Regions from separate parts of the Mus musculus genome. Here all the other regions are linked to region 1. A link is a contact called in public Hi-C, HiChIP or PLAC-seq and Micro-C data. All regions are on one chromosome and are shown on one strand. The core of a region is the stretch at or near the end of the contact, and the rest is flanking DNA. Distances in the headings are between cores, read along the strand shown. Region 1 has its middle 32 kb from the start of Gm39834. Region 2 has its middle 58 kb from the start of Gm26422. Region 3 has its middle 72 kb from the start of Gm39833. Region 4 has its middle 12 kb from the start of Gm26422. Region 5 has its middle 33 kb from the start of Gm26422.

The links. Hi-C and Micro-C count contacts between places; a contact is called where the count stands out from the background. HiChIP or PLAC-seq counts read pairs in DNA pulled down with a chosen protein or histone mark.
Region 2: a contact with region 1 is called in a Hi-C map of the C2C12 cell line, with 6 times the contacts expected there. The contact joins two enhancer-like sites. A contact is called at or near these places in 3 of 484 Hi-C or Micro-C datasets (the C2C12 cell line, embryonic fibroblasts and nephron progenitors), 4 of 115 datasets of contacts at active chromatin or transcription factors (bone marrow-derived macrophages, embryonic stem cells and fibro-adipogenic progenitors) and 1 of 9 other capture datasets (embryonic stem cells).
Region 3: a Hi-C map of the N1E-115 cell line shows a contact between it and region 1, with 2.6 times the contacts expected there. The contact joins two enhancer-like sites. A contact is called at or near these places in 4 of 484 Hi-C or Micro-C datasets (the N1E-115 cell line, embryonic fibroblasts and nephron progenitors) and 5 of 115 datasets of contacts at active chromatin or transcription factors (bone marrow-derived macrophages, embryonic stem cells, extraembryonic endoderm stem cells and 1 more).
Region 4: a Micro-C map of muscle stem cells shows a contact between it and region 1, with 4 times the contacts expected there. The contact joins two enhancer-like sites. A contact is called at or near these places in 3 of 39 promoter capture datasets (the 3T3-L1 cell line and liver), 9 of 484 Hi-C or Micro-C datasets (the HPC-7 cell line, Sertoli cells, cumulus cells and 6 more) and 4 of 115 datasets of contacts at active chromatin or transcription factors (embryonic stem cells and heart atrium).
Region 5: a contact with region 1 is called in an H3K27ac HiChIP or PLAC-seq map of stem cell-derived epiblast-like cells, with 6 times the contacts expected there. The contact joins two enhancer-like sites. A contact is called at or near these places in 7 of 484 Hi-C or Micro-C datasets (the HPC-7 cell line, bone marrow-derived macrophages, embryonic fibroblasts and 4 more), 7 of 115 datasets of contacts at active chromatin or transcription factors (embryonic stem cells, fibro-adipogenic progenitors, heart atrium and 2 more) and 1 of 9 other capture datasets (embryonic stem cells).

The regions. Positions count from the first base shown.
Region 1 is chr2:61,401,038-61,403,737 of GRCm38.p6, forward strand. No RefSeq gene overlaps it. Among named protein-coding and RNA genes, the nearest start is that of Gm39834, 32 kb to the left of the region's middle. Within about 2 kb of position 1,299, at least 177 of the 459 cell types and tissues checked have an H3K27ac peak or open chromatin away from gene starts, as enhancers often do. A contact at or near this core is called in the C2C12 cell line, the N1E-115 cell line, embryonic fibroblasts and 5 more, where this site is marked.
Region 2 is chr2:61,220,474-61,223,173 of GRCm38.p6, forward strand. No RefSeq gene overlaps it. Among named protein-coding and RNA genes, the nearest start is that of Gm26422, 58 kb to the right of the region's middle. Within about 2 kb of position 1,423, at least 10 of the 459 cell types and tissues checked have an H3K27ac peak or open chromatin away from gene starts, as enhancers often do. A contact at or near this core is called in the C2C12 cell line, where this site is marked.
Region 3 is chr2:61,197,838-61,200,537 of GRCm38.p6, forward strand. No RefSeq gene overlaps it. Among named protein-coding and RNA genes, the nearest start is that of Gm39833, 72 kb to the left of the region's middle. Within about 2 kb of position 1,329, at least 2 of the 459 cell types and tissues checked have an H3K27ac peak or open chromatin away from gene starts, as enhancers often do. A contact at or near this core is called in the N1E-115 cell line, where this site is marked.
Region 4 is chr2:61,266,383-61,269,267 of GRCm38.p6, forward strand. No RefSeq gene overlaps it. Among named protein-coding and RNA genes, the nearest start is that of Gm26422, 12 kb to the right of the region's middle. Within about 2 kb of position 1,534, at least 29 of the 459 cell types and tissues checked have an H3K27ac peak or open chromatin away from gene starts, as enhancers often do. A contact at or near this core is called in muscle stem cells, where this site is marked.
Region 5 is chr2:61,245,805-61,248,592 of GRCm38.p6, forward strand. No RefSeq gene overlaps it. Among named protein-coding and RNA genes, the nearest start is that of Gm26422, 33 kb to the right of the region's middle. Within about 2 kb of position 1,372, at least 56 of the 459 cell types and tissues checked have an H3K27ac peak or open chromatin away from gene starts, as enhancers often do. A contact at or near this core is called in embryonic fibroblasts, embryonic stem cells, heart atrium and 2 more, where this site is marked.

The sequences.
Region 1 (2,700 bases), core at 49-2,548:
TTCCACCCCAGCTGCTTTGCACTCTTAGCCAGAGAGAGGGAGAAGGGAAGGGGAAAGAAGGGGGGAGAGAGAGAAGAAGAAGAGGAGGAGAGAGGAGAGAAGTGGGGAAGGGGGGGTAGGAGAGGCGCCACAAGGGGAGAGAGATGGTTGTTTTGTAGTACAAGATGGATGGGGGAGGGGAAACTTTGACTTTGAAAACTCCAAGTGGAAATTTTGAAAAAAGATAGGGAACGATTCTTAAGTTGCCCTCATCTTTAAAGATGTTGCACTAGATTAAGATGCCTAACATCATACAGTCTTCTATCTAGAACCACCCCCCCCCTTTTTTTTTCAAAACAAATGGTATGTTTCCTGGGGGCTTGGCTTCTCTGCAATTGTGTAGCCCTTGGTAGAATGACGTACTAGAGCCTTGGCCTCTCCTTTTCTTTATCATTAAGTGGGTACCAAATATGCTTCATTGATAAGGGCTTAATATTTTGTTATCTCTCCATTGAACCAAAATTCAAGGCGATGAATGCTTCAGCATATTCTAGAGTTCAAAATGTAAAGCCCAACAATTTTATCTAGTCTCATGACCTTAGTTTCCACGTATAAAGGCAAAAACCTCCAGCAAAGGGATGTTGTGTCTGCCTCAGACAGTGGTGGTGAAGGTTAAATTAGATACTGCTGAGGCATTTGCCACGGTGGGGGTGGGGGAAGTTGGCTCAGAGGACATAAGCACTACTGGTTTATTGGTGACAGAATGTCACATAAGAGCCCTCGTGTGCTTGTTTTCAATAAGTCTTTTCTGGCTAGTTAAACAACCCTATTTTAAGAGTCCCCAAAGTTAGGCATATACACGCCTCTTCCCTCTCTCTCCCCGCCAACACCTCACAATGACAGGGTCAAGAGACCGCCTTTGGTATATGCTGCCCCAAACCGACTCTTCTAGTCCCTGCTAATAAAATGTAAAGAATGTGATACAACAGGCGTCCCGAGTTAGGAGACGGAGGGAGGCTGCCAGAGATGTGGTCCCAGTGGGCTCTCAAAACCTCTAGTATTCAGTTTATCTTGGGTAAAGCCTTTGTTAGAATTAAAGAAAAAAAAAAAAAAAAGGCAGGCTGTTGCAAACCAGCTTCTCGGTAAGCTATAGTCGCTTCCTTGGCTACCCGCGACATGGGAATAATCGTTCAACTAGTCCCATTTCTATTGCGACTGGAAACAGGAAACGAATAAGGTACAGTCTTAAACAAAAACAAAGAGACTGAAAGACAAACCAGATTGTCCCAGGGTTCAGGAGAGGTTTGTGCTAAGTGTTAGAAGGTTCAGATCTGGTGGATCCTCCCCCACTTTCTGCCATTCCAGAAATTCCTTAGGGGGGGAGGTGAGGCGGGGGGGTGGGGGGGGGGGGGGGAAACGAAGAGCTGTTCTAAACTGCACAGCACTGCCATCTTCAGGGCCAACGGGGAAAATATTTTCCGGGTCAGTCAGACAAATCATCGTCCTGAATGCTTCATTTAAATATAATCAAATGCTTAAAACTTTGACAAGCATACAGTCTGTAACAGATTTTCTTTTTCTTTTAGCGTTTTCCATGTTTGGAATGTCAAAGGACACATTTTGGGGGGGGGAGGAGTCTGTGTATGTGATATATGAACATTAAAAATACGTATTTGCCAATTGAAAGTTATTTTCAACTGGAAAGATTAACTAGCTTACACTACACTGCCAGGTGATGGAGCAAAACAGACGCAAACATAGTGTTCTGAAATTTTTTTTTCCGTAAAAAGAAGAAAGGATGAATGTAATGGTTCCACAGTGCCGTTTGAACAGATGGTGTGATTAACAACTAGTGTGTTAGCCGTCTCAGGAGCTCACCGAGAGTAAACAAATGCAACGGGAAAATCACTTTCCTCCCCAAAGAGTTTTTAGTTCATTTTATTACGAAAATTTGGAAGTCTGCATTTTGAAAGCTGAGTATCCTTAGAGGATACTGGGAATAAGAAGGGAGGGAGGAGTTTCTGGAGGAAGACTCAGAAAGACTATTCTCTTCCTGATGAAGAATGCCGAAGCTCTCACAGAGCTGAGATGGGGGTAGTCTGGGCTGCGGCTGTCATCGGGATGCTGGAGGTGGGTGGTGCATGGTCCTACACACAAGCCATAAAATAAAAAGGTCAGATTCTCTTCCCGGCTCTTGTCCTTGCTCTCTCTGGACTGCGGTTTCTTTTGTTTGAAAATCTGAAGGAAAACCAGACCAACTGAACAGCTGTGTTTCAGAAACTTTAATGTGCACCTGGGGATCTCATTAAGATGCAAATTCTAACCTGGGGTAAGGTAAGGTCCAGGCTTTGAAATTCTTACAGACTCCTAGGTAATGCTGATGCTGCTGATCCATGGCCTGCGTTTACCACCTGGCCTCTAAGAGCCTTCCAGTGGTGGTGCTCTAGCATCCCATAATAGGTGATGCAAAGCTAGCTGATAAGAGGCAGAGTCTGCCTTCCTAAGCCCGACTCAGAACTACTTGTGGATAAAAATACCTAATAAATATATCACACGTTGCACTGATTTTTTTAAAGACCTTTTTTTTTTAAGTATTTTTCTATGGGAAGGTATTTCGCGTGAGTAGAGTGTGCAAGGACCAGAAGAGTACACACGAGGTGGAGTTATATATAGTAGTCATGAGCTGTCATAGTGGGTGCTATGAACTGAACTCAGGTCCTC
Region 2 (2,700 bases), core at 173-2,672, 180 kb before region 1:
TTGATTTACTGAGATTTTCATTTCAAAGACTTCTATTTGTTTTGCTGTTGTTATTTGTCATTTGTTTAAATTTTCTATCTCATATTCACTTTCTCTTTATATCTCATATTGTTCTCCTTACATCATTCATCAAGCTATTTGTACCCTGTTTAAAATTATCATTGAAATTATCTTTTAAAAATATTTGCCTAGCATTTCAACCATTTTAATATCTTTGGACTTCACTTTTCAACAGTTATGAACTTTTGGAGATGTCGTGGTAACTTTTAGAAAGTGTCTTTCATGTTGGCATATTGAGATTTTTTATACCCTTTCGGGTATATATCACTTTTGCTTTTATGTGAGACCCTCTGACTTAGTGACTGTTTACTGCTGTGAAGAGACACCATGACCACACAGTTCTTATAAAGGACAGCAATTAATTGGGGCTAGCTTACAGTTTCAGAGGGTTAATCCATTATCATCATGGGGGTCAGGGGTATGGCAGCACTCATGAAGCAGTAGCTGAGAGATACATCCTGCTGTGCAGGCAGAGAGGCAGAGAGAGAATGTGCCTGGCATGGACTTTTGGAACCTCAAAGGCCACCTCCAGTGACATACTTCCTCCAACAAGGCCATATCTACTTCAACACACCACACTTTCTAGTTCTTCTAACTTTTTGTTCAAATAGTGCCACTTCCTGGTGACTACAGGAGCCTATGGGGCAATTCTTATTCAAATCACCGCAGCCAACTTCTAGTAGCCTTCTTTTGAGACTTCAGTGCTCTGGACCACTGAGGAGAAAACAGCCAAAGCAGCAGCAATACCAGATAGTTTTCTTCCAAAATGGGGCTTGTAGCTACCACAGACACAGCCTTCACAGCAGCTGCCTTTTCCTTTGCATCGTTCATATTACATCATCCTGTGTCCCAAGAATAAGTCCACATTTGCTATCTGTAATCTAATCCTCAAGACCTAGTCTCATGCTCTGGGTTTTTGGAGACCCTCATTAAGACCTTTCTCTCAGAATGGTAGATAGAATTTTCAATCCAATGCAAGAAGATTCAGGGTCAGTAAAGTCTCTACATACTCTACTGTAGTCTTAAAATCTTGTAAGAGGAGTCAATTGTTATTTTAATACTTTTAATTGTTTAAGTTTCCTAAATTTCACTTTATTGAAACTTGAAACATCATTCATGTTATGAAAGTTTTGGACATTAATCCCTCAGATGTAAATTGCTAACTCCTAATATTTTTTTAAACATGGAGGCAGGAATTTCTGCTTCTGGCTGTACTGGCCAGGCCTTGCCGTAAGCAACAAGACATGATAGGGAAAGCAAGTGTTCTCAGTATTGAACACAGAAACCACAGGCTTATGAACTTTGAGAGAAGAAAAACACATAAATTCAGCTCCATATTTGCCCTGGCTTTCTGCCCAGAGACACTTAACAGTTGGCATAGGCTGCTGGAGACAAGGAGAGAACGTATTTTTGCTGAATGGATGAGACTGAGGTTACAGTTATGGGATGCAGAAGTGACTAGAAGTAGCAGAAAAGGATACCAAACACCAAGGAGCTGTGCAGGAAGAAGACTAGCTGGAGAGCCTCTTGTGCAGCGGACAGCTGAACTGACCCAGTGGAAGTCCTGTGATTCTGGGTAATACTGAAATTCTATTCTAGCTCCAATGCTGACTAAGGAGTATACACAGACCCCCAGACAAATCAGTTGTGGCTGGAATAAGAACCCTACCCTAACACTAATAAACAAGCACACAAACAAAAAGACCCCAAATAAAGTATAGCCTTAAAGTTGACATAATAATTTGTTGCTGGAACAAAATTGAACTTTCTCAAAAGAAACACAAAGTAATCAGGACTCTTCATGATGCATCATTATAATAGCCAATATCCAATAAAAATGCACCGTGCAAGTGAAAATGGTTTTATAAAATGCCTTATAGAGGAATAAAAAAGGGGAGTGCATTTTTAAAATGCATATATGAAAAGCTCAGCAAGAGACTTTTAAAAGGCAAATTTTAAGATTTTTTTTTAAAAGAAAAAATATCAGATGGGCTTAATGGATGGTAGAATGAATAAGCCCAGAAGAATATGAGCAAGAGATTACCAGATTAAATTTGTTTTAAATCCAATTCTTTTTATCCTAATTATCTCTTTACCCTATTTGTAAGAAAGAAAAATGAAGTAAGCAGATAAATTGGAAATAACAGGTTAAATTACATGCCACACTAACGTGAGTCATGAGAAAAATGATGTAGCTTAGTAATGAACCAAACCACAAAGCGATGAATGGTGTCAGAGAGGCAGGAAAGGACTACTTTACCAAGTGCATGGAATAATCCTTAACATGGACGCATCTGTGAGTACAACTTGAATATCATGGAACCAGAACTGACAGAATACAAAACCAACTGAAAACAAAACACTTCAAACTAGGTAATTTATAAAGGATGAAAATTTATTTCACGAGCTCAAGAGGTTGAGAGGCCCAAGCTCAAGGCTCCATTGGGGTGAGGGCCCAGCCTCGGCTTCTCAAACTCTGTTATCACTTGGCAGAAGAACAAAAGAACCTGCTCCCTAAGAGCTTTCCTTGGGACACTAATCATATCCAGGAAGGCTCTGACTTTATGACATAATCATCTCATCTCCCCATGGTTCCCCCTCCTAAAATTATCACATGGACAATTACGCTTCCACAGGTGA
Region 3 (2,700 bases), core at 79-2,578, 200 kb before region 1:
ACTTGTGAAGCATCCAGTTGGGGGAGGGGAAACATTGATGAAGAATAGCAGATAAGGTGCCAGAAAGGTTCTGGGACATCTTCCAGCTTCGGGACACTAACCATACCTTTTGACTCCTGGCTCCCTTTCAAGGTTTTTAGAATCAGAAAATCTCAGTAGAGACCCTTTCTTCCCTCTCTGACACTACTTGCACCCTCTTGCTTCTCAATGCATCCAGCAAAGGCTCTCTGATTTTCAATGACTCATATGACTAAACTGAGCCTCCTGAGATGATCCAGAAGACCTGATCTCAAGGCCTTAAATGACATGAGCAAAGTGTTGACCATATCTGATTTTGCTCTGTAAAGAAGCATATGGAAATATCTGATGTGCTCTTTGGAGCACTGTTTGTCCTGCACCCCTGAATAAGTACTACTGTACTAAAAGTTATTGTTTTCCTGGGTGGTTTTATTTATTCTATTAACTTGGCCAGTGTACTTTGGACTTGTTTAGATTGGTGTACACTTGTAAGTTTTGTCAGTTCTAGGTGAGTAAGGCTAAATTCACATGCTCTTGTAGATGGACCTTGCATATCCATCATATGCATTTTGATTGGTGTTAATGATACAGCTCTCACTATCATCACAAGAGCAGATAGATACAACTCCTGGATCTATCTAGAACCCTTCTGCACAATAGCTGTGTTCATGGTTTCTTATACATAGCTTCTAGATAATTCCACTGGTGAAATTTTGGTGAGAGATTAGCCAGGAGGAAGAAGCCAGGGTATTTCTTCCCTTCTATTTTTTCCTTGTGGGGTGGTTTTCCATTCTGGTTACATTTCTGCTTGGCCCCAGCTCCCTGGGTAGCCTACTCTGTAAGACAGTCTTCAGCTAGAGGTCCCAGCATCTTGGTTGTAGCATCATTCCCAGAAGCCATGTGCCTTCTTGGCATCAGTGAACCCCTGGGTGTCTTCATTTCCTAAGTGACTTCTTAATTTCACCACTGAGGGAAAATGCACTGTATCACTCCTCCCCTCTTTGAAACAGTTTCGTCTCACTGATCTCCTGATGATAAAACAGGAAATGAAGATATGCCAACTTCAATGTTACATTTGCTAAAATAGTCTCACTTGTCAATCTGAAAAGGACTCTTATACTCTAAAATAAACAAAAACTTTGACAGAAAAATCTAGACATATGTAATAGAAAATAGTAGCTGTACAGCACTTCTGACAAGAGATATGTGGTTTGTTGTTTGTTTCCTTACTGAGGCTGATGTCACAGGGTGAGCTCCATGTTACATGAGAAAGGAATTTTAAGAAGTCCCTTTGTGAGCTGCTAGAGATTGGGTTTCTGACTGATGAGCCCATAGTGTTGGTATAGCAGAAGACAGGGTCAGATCCCACCAGCAGTGTCAATCAAAGACACTCAATCATGGCTTTGGGGCAGAAAGGACAGGATAAAGAGAATTCTACTTGTCTAAGGAGCGATTTCCTCTCTTTCAAGGAGAGGAAAACTGGGCCAGGATGCAATCTGGGGTGTCGGGTGGCTAGTCGCCACTTATTTCTTCTTCAACACACACAGTGGCAAAGAGATGAAGGATTCTGGCTCTCCTCTGAATAGCAAGGCTATTATCTAGAAGAAAAAGATTAAAAAATAATTTGCATGCATGATTATTAGGACGGAAAAGGATGGCTCTAACACCGCAGTTCTTGATACAACTTTGTGGCTTTCTGTCGTTGAGATAATGTACATAAAGCAGAGACCCCGCCATCTGACTAATTAACTCGGCAGCAGGGACGGAACGGATGAAAGGATAATTAATAGGTCAAAGACCCAATGCTGTGTTATGATTATTTGAATAATATTATGATAATTTGAATAACGCACAAGAGTTTGTGAAAATTGGTTGCTGGCTAGGACTCCAGCTGACAAAACATTTGAATCATGCTCATTTTGTACCTCCTGGGTAGTCTTCCTTCCTTCCTGAAAGCTCTGAGCATATGTTTGAATATTGGGGGTGGGGTGAGGGAGATGGGTGGGAAATGACTATGAAACAAATACTACTTTAAATGTCCCCAGCAGGATTATACGTGGCCATGGCATAGATCTTCCTCTTTTCTCATTAAAGTGACCTTGACAGGGCAGTCCACAGGCCTCCCAGTCTCCAGAGTGTTAGTAACACGAAGAACTTAATACTCATCTAGCTTTAAAATACAAAATTAAATTCATCTTATTTTATTGTTTTCCATTATGTGTATGTGTATGTCTGCCTGTAGGTCTATGCAAACCAGTCTGGGTGCCCTCAGAAGTCAGAGGCATCAGATTGTGTGCAGCCATGGTTACAGGTATTTGCAAGCTGCCTGCTGTGGGTGCTTGAGCTGGATCCAAGTCCTCTGCAAGAGGGGTTGCTATTTTAACTACTAAGCTGTCTCCCTGGCCATTAACAGTAGTTTTACTTAATTGGATTAAGTCTGAAACTGATAGATGTTCATATTTATCCAGGAAGATTAAAACCAAAGAATTGTTTTTATTGAAGCTCAGACTTTCGAGTCAGAAACCATCGAAAACTGAGATCACTGAGTCTGATCTACCCAGAAATTGGTTTTGAAAAATCTTGTGACTTTTGCAGATGATGTGGTATGGTGGGCCATGTTTATAACTGCCCTGACTTGAGAATTGTGTGGAACCGTATACGACAGCATCTCAGTGGTGTGTT
Region 4 (2,885 bases), core at 284-2,783, 130 kb before region 1:
GGGGCCTATGACCAGCCATGGGCCTTTAACCATGTTTGTAGTACGAGGAATGAATTTCTTATTGTGGAGTAGATTTCATATCTAACCAGAAAGCAGCTGATTGTCTCATGACAGTCATACTGCTGTTGTACTGGTAGACACACCAAGCCTGTCAGGTCAGTTATATAGTATGCAGAATCCAGCACTGGGTAAACCTGTTAATATCTGTTCTCCTCTAGAAAGCTGCATGGTATATCTGGCACCAAGAAAGTTGGCCAGGAGAGAGGAAGTTATTGACGTATTCACCGTGATTTCTCTATGTTCTGCATTCAAAGTGAATGGTGTCTTCAGCAATGAGCTCTTAATGTGTAGCTACAGTGCATAGTGAAAAGTACTGGCAGTAGGCTCTGTTGTTCAAGAGATTTCTAGGCCCCCTGACCAATAATTCATAGCAAGATATCCCATTTCTGGCTCTTTGATTTTTGTCTAGTAATCAACGTCATCAAAGAACAGGATGGTCCACCTATACAAGACAGAAAGACATTCAAATTTTTGAAAAAATTGTATTCTGAAATTAGCTTACTACTTAGTGGGTTTCTATAAAGCCTTTTCCGATAGCCTTAGCTTTGTTAATCCACCGGTCTCTCCAGCTCTCTATTCACCTGTCCTAACCCTGATTATTCCTTTAATACCAACTATATATCTTGGGGTTTTGCTTTTGTTTCAACTATATTTGTGTGTGTGTTGTGAGTGGTACCTACACATGTAGGTAGAGGCCAGAGATCAACATTGTGTATCTTCCTCCATTTCATTTCATCTTATTATTGAGTCAGTTGTCATTGAGCCCAGAGCATACCAATTAAATAGAGTGGGTGGTTAGCAAGTGTCAGGTACCTGCCTGTATAGTCACTAGGGATGTAGACACTCTACGCAGCCTTTACATGGGTACTTGGGATCTGAGCTTGGATCCCAACGCTTGAGCAGTACACCCTTTATTCCCTGACTCCTTTCCCTGGCCCTACAGTTTCTCATCTTAGAGCTCAGAAGCAGATATGATAGCTAAAGCCAATACAGCTAAAAACAAAATGAAAACAAAACAGGACCTTGGTGGCTATACTCATTTCTCAGGTGATACCTACATTTAGAATTCTTTGTAAAGAAAAAAAATCAACTTTTCTTTGTTTCAACCACTATTTGTGGGCATCGGTCATTTGTAATCAAACCTGATACAAACAAGGACATTTTGTGTTTGTCCACTATAGTAGTTTAGTTCCAAATGATCACTCACAGGCCATATGCTCAAGGCTCGGTTGCCAGCTCGTAAGCCTTTATGGTGGTGTCTGGATCGTGAGGCCTCTGACCTGGTCAGTGTGTTCATCCATCGATGGGCTTATAATTTGGTGCCATTGGATTCTGAGGCCTGTTACTTACTTAAACAAAGTGTGTTCCTGGAATCTTACTCTAGAAGTTTACCCCATTTTCTCTCTCTCTCCCCATCTCTCCTTTCTGGTCACCATGAGTCACAAGGTAGGCACTTGAGCTTCTATTACTCATTCTCAATCATGAGGTTCAGCCTTGTCTCGTGTCCACAGAGATGGGGACCACAGAGCCATGGAGTAAAATCTCTGAAACAGGGAGCCTGTTTCCACTTTGGTTTTTACAGGCATTCTGAGGGTTGATTTTCAAATCATTTTTGTCATAGCAACAAAAAGCAGACTAACATGCCCTGTCTCTTGGAAACATTTTTTTCAAAGGTATTAATTGCAACAACTATGTAAATCAATCAGCACCCTGTGTAGCTGAAAAGCAAAGAACTATTTGTAACACTAACCTTTTTTCATTTTTATGCTTCAGAAAGATAATTTTGCATCCTGTATACCAAATGTATTTATATGAGAATTTTCATCCTTAAAATAACCTTGACAAATGAACAATTCTGTCTTTTTAAGTATCACTGTTAAGGGTGATCACAGTGGTTAAAATGTTCATTCTGCACTCAGAATATCTCTCTACAGCGCTGTAGTCCAACTTTTGTGTGTCTGTAATACTATTATTTTTTAAACATAAAATTATGATGGTGATGATGCAAATAGGGGTTGAAGGAAAAAGAAGGTTCCAGAACAAGTCATGCCCATGGAATTGTTTTTTCCCTGCAGTAAAATTTTTATCTGAATGATATCTGGCTAAAATGTATGAATTAAAATGATAAATTAGAGCAGCAATTTTCAACCTATAGAGCTTGACCGCTTTGGGGGTCACCTATCAGATATCCTGCCTATCAGATACTTACATTATGACTCATAACAATAACAAAATTACAGTTATGAAGTAGGAACAAAGTAACACTATGGTTGGGGTCACTACAACAGAAGGAACGGTATGAAAGGGGGATGTTGAGAACCACTGAACTAGAACCTTCAGAGTCAGTTAGCATGTGTTGCTGTTCTAGGAACAACTGTAGCAAAGGCTTTAAGACTGTGAGCAAGGAGTAGTAACAAGGTGAGAGCTGGAAAGTAAGAGTTGGGTTTGGAGCTGCCAGAGTGTGTTTAACCTGTTTTTCCAACCACTAAAGACAGCCCTCCTTTCCTCTCTTCCTTTTTATTCTTTTATCTTTTGTTAGATAGTTTCATACATGGACATAAGGAATTTCAGTTATAGTTACCCTTCATCCCCTTCTCTCCCCTCCCTCCCACATCTTACCTCTTTCCTTAAAACCCTTCTTCCCCAGAAGTCCCCCTCACCCTCTCATCTTCCTTTTGCATGTGACCAGCTGAACTTCACTAGGGTTTCTCACGTGAGTATGGGTAAGAGGTTTTTGACTGGATCTCGGTCAACTATACCACAGAAGAAAATGGCACGCTTTCTCCCACCAACTGGTAACTGCCAATAGCTCTTCAAAGGAGGCC
Region 5 (2,788 bases), core at 122-2,621, 160 kb before region 1:
GTAAAGAGATAAGAGACCGCGTATGGAAAAGTTTACTTTACTTTGGGGTAGGTTTTCTCTATGTAGCTTTGCCTGGCTTCAGACATAAGCCTCCTGTCTCAACCGCCTAAGGCCCGGGATTTTAGGTGTGTCATGACACCTAGCTATAAATTAAATTAGCAAGAATCTCAGTTCAAAGGGTACCAGGGTTAACTCTGAAATCATCTTACCAGAAACTAGCAAACTGTTCTAATATATTTCATATGAAAAGATGATTGAGAATGTGAAGATAACTCTTATCCAAAAAACCACATTGAATTCACAGAATTAAAGGAAGAATGGAGGAGCAAGGGGGAAGATATACTCTTATTTAAATGGAAAAACAGCCAATCCTTCAGCCTCCTTTTGAATTAAGTTGACGTAACAATTGTTGTAATGGGCATTTATCTTACTCAACTACTTCCATGTAGTACTAATATAAACAGAGAATAATAGGCTGTGGAGAGAAGTCTTGACATGTCTCACAGTAACTGGAATAACTGAGGCTGGAAAAGTTTAGGAGTTTGCTGGATACTATTTCTTGATATACAACAAACATTTGTGAAGGAATTAGGGGTGTGTATAACACTCAGAAAGCTAAGATATGCCATTAATACTGTCTAAGGGATAACAGTGCACAAGAATTTATTCCATCCTATGTCTTACTACACCTAACACTGAAGGGCTTACTGCGTCCCCAGGAACAGTCTCAGCATGGAGGGACACATTGAAACATGCAGAAAGTTCTTTGCCTTTTGTGCACTTCAGATGAGGAGCATAATTTTCTCTCTGACTTTCATATTCACAGACACCTTGTAAAGGATGGTTAAAACCTAGCCACAATGAAAATTGAGTAACATCTGGTGTTTGAGCTTTGAGGTTTTCATATTATTCACAGGTTACTGTTTACCAAGTTTGTTCAACAATTGCCTCATCACACAAAGTTCCCTTTGTCCTGTTAACACAGCCATCTACTTTGGTGTTTCTGAAACAATGCCCCATTTCACTTGGGACAGATTACAGGGTTGGTTTTAACGACAAAGGAAGCACTTTATGCGACTATTTGAACAGTACCACCTGTGGGAACTTGCCCCCGACTCTTCCCAATTCAAGATTTAAACTTTGCCCTAGTCACAGGAGGGCTGCTGTGAGCACTGCCAAGAAAACAAGAACAAGATGGACTGTCCAGAAACCCAGATCTTTTGAGCTAAGTGTCTGGAGAGAAACAGCTTGATCCACCAGCAGCTCAAACTTTGTTATCACAACAAAGCAGAACATTCCTGATTTCACTTTGTAGTGCACACTGGGACCCAGTAGGACAGCTGGTGGGTGCACACAGTGACTGAGAAAGAAGGCAGCATCTTTGCAGTGTGCCCAACAGGGCACAGCTGGTTGGGGAAGGCAGTCTAGGCATGCTCAGTTGCTGCTTTTGTTTGTTTGTTGGTTAACTGAACTGAAGGTTGAAGTCCTTTACTGTTTGTTTGTTTGTTTGTTTATTTCCTCTCCCCCCAAAAATGTTGTATAAAAGGGCTTTGGGGGGAGATAGGACAAGTTCAAGGGAAGAAAAGATCAATTGTTATTCAAGAAAATGAAAAACTAATACGATTTGTCCCTGGAAAAGAGCTATTCACCGTAAGGCTATAGTCATCATTGTCTTGGAATTTTGACTATGCTGGCATTAGGCAGGCCACTGACTGTGGCTTGTCCTTTTATTCCCCTCTGTCTAGCCTGCTCCCACCAGCTGTTAACAGAAAACAAATGTCACTAATTTTAAGGGAAATGCTTATATTGAAGCTCTTTAGTTCACAGTCAACAATTTCAAAGAAAATAGGAAGGAGATGAAAAAAACATTAGAGCTGATCACAGTGATTAACAATAGTAACAATTACATTATCTTAAATTAATGAGGCAAAGAATACAATAACAGATGTCACTAACTCTTCTTTCAAGTCCTGAATGATTCCAGAAATGATAGAAAATAAAACCCAAAGCTCACTCACTAACTCTGTCTGTCTTTCTGTCTTTCTGTCTGTCTGTCTGCCTGCCTGGCCTTATCTATCTATCTATCTATCTATCTATCTATCTATCTATCTATCTATCTATCTATCTATCTACCTACCCATCCTCTATTTTGCTCCTGTTCCTTTATTCTCTTGTCAGATCCCAAGGACTCCGTTGCCTTTGAGTTCAGACAAGAACAAGTTTTCATCCATTTTCCCACATTTTTTGAGCATTTATAAATGCTAGCTGAGTTATGAGTCATGGCCAGGCTTTGCGGTATCATTGTACCAAGAGCACATAACATGTTTTCTACCTGTCGATGTAAATTATTGCCTGCATGCAGAACTCCAGGAATGATTTGGCTTCCTGCCCACGCAAATGACTTCTCATCCTTCACATTTCAATTTAATGCCAGTGTGTACTATAAGATGTATGTTCAATCCTACAAATGAGTTGCATGTGAATTTCAATTTCAGAAAACCTGGACTGAATTTTAAAAGAAAACATTTGGGATATATTGCAGGGGAGCTGGTTGTGTGCTAGGTGCATTCTAACTATGCTGTATAGTCAAGAATACTGATAGAATTTAAGGACTACGGTGAGCTAAGAAGGAAGGAAGGGAGGGGGAGAAAAAGAGAGAGGGAAGAAGAAATGAAAGAAGGAATAAAGGAAGTCAGGTTGGTTTTTATATTTTCAACTTATATTCCTAAAGATGTAAAAGATATATTGTGTTCTTTTTCAGTTACAATTTTCCCTCCCAATTTGTCAA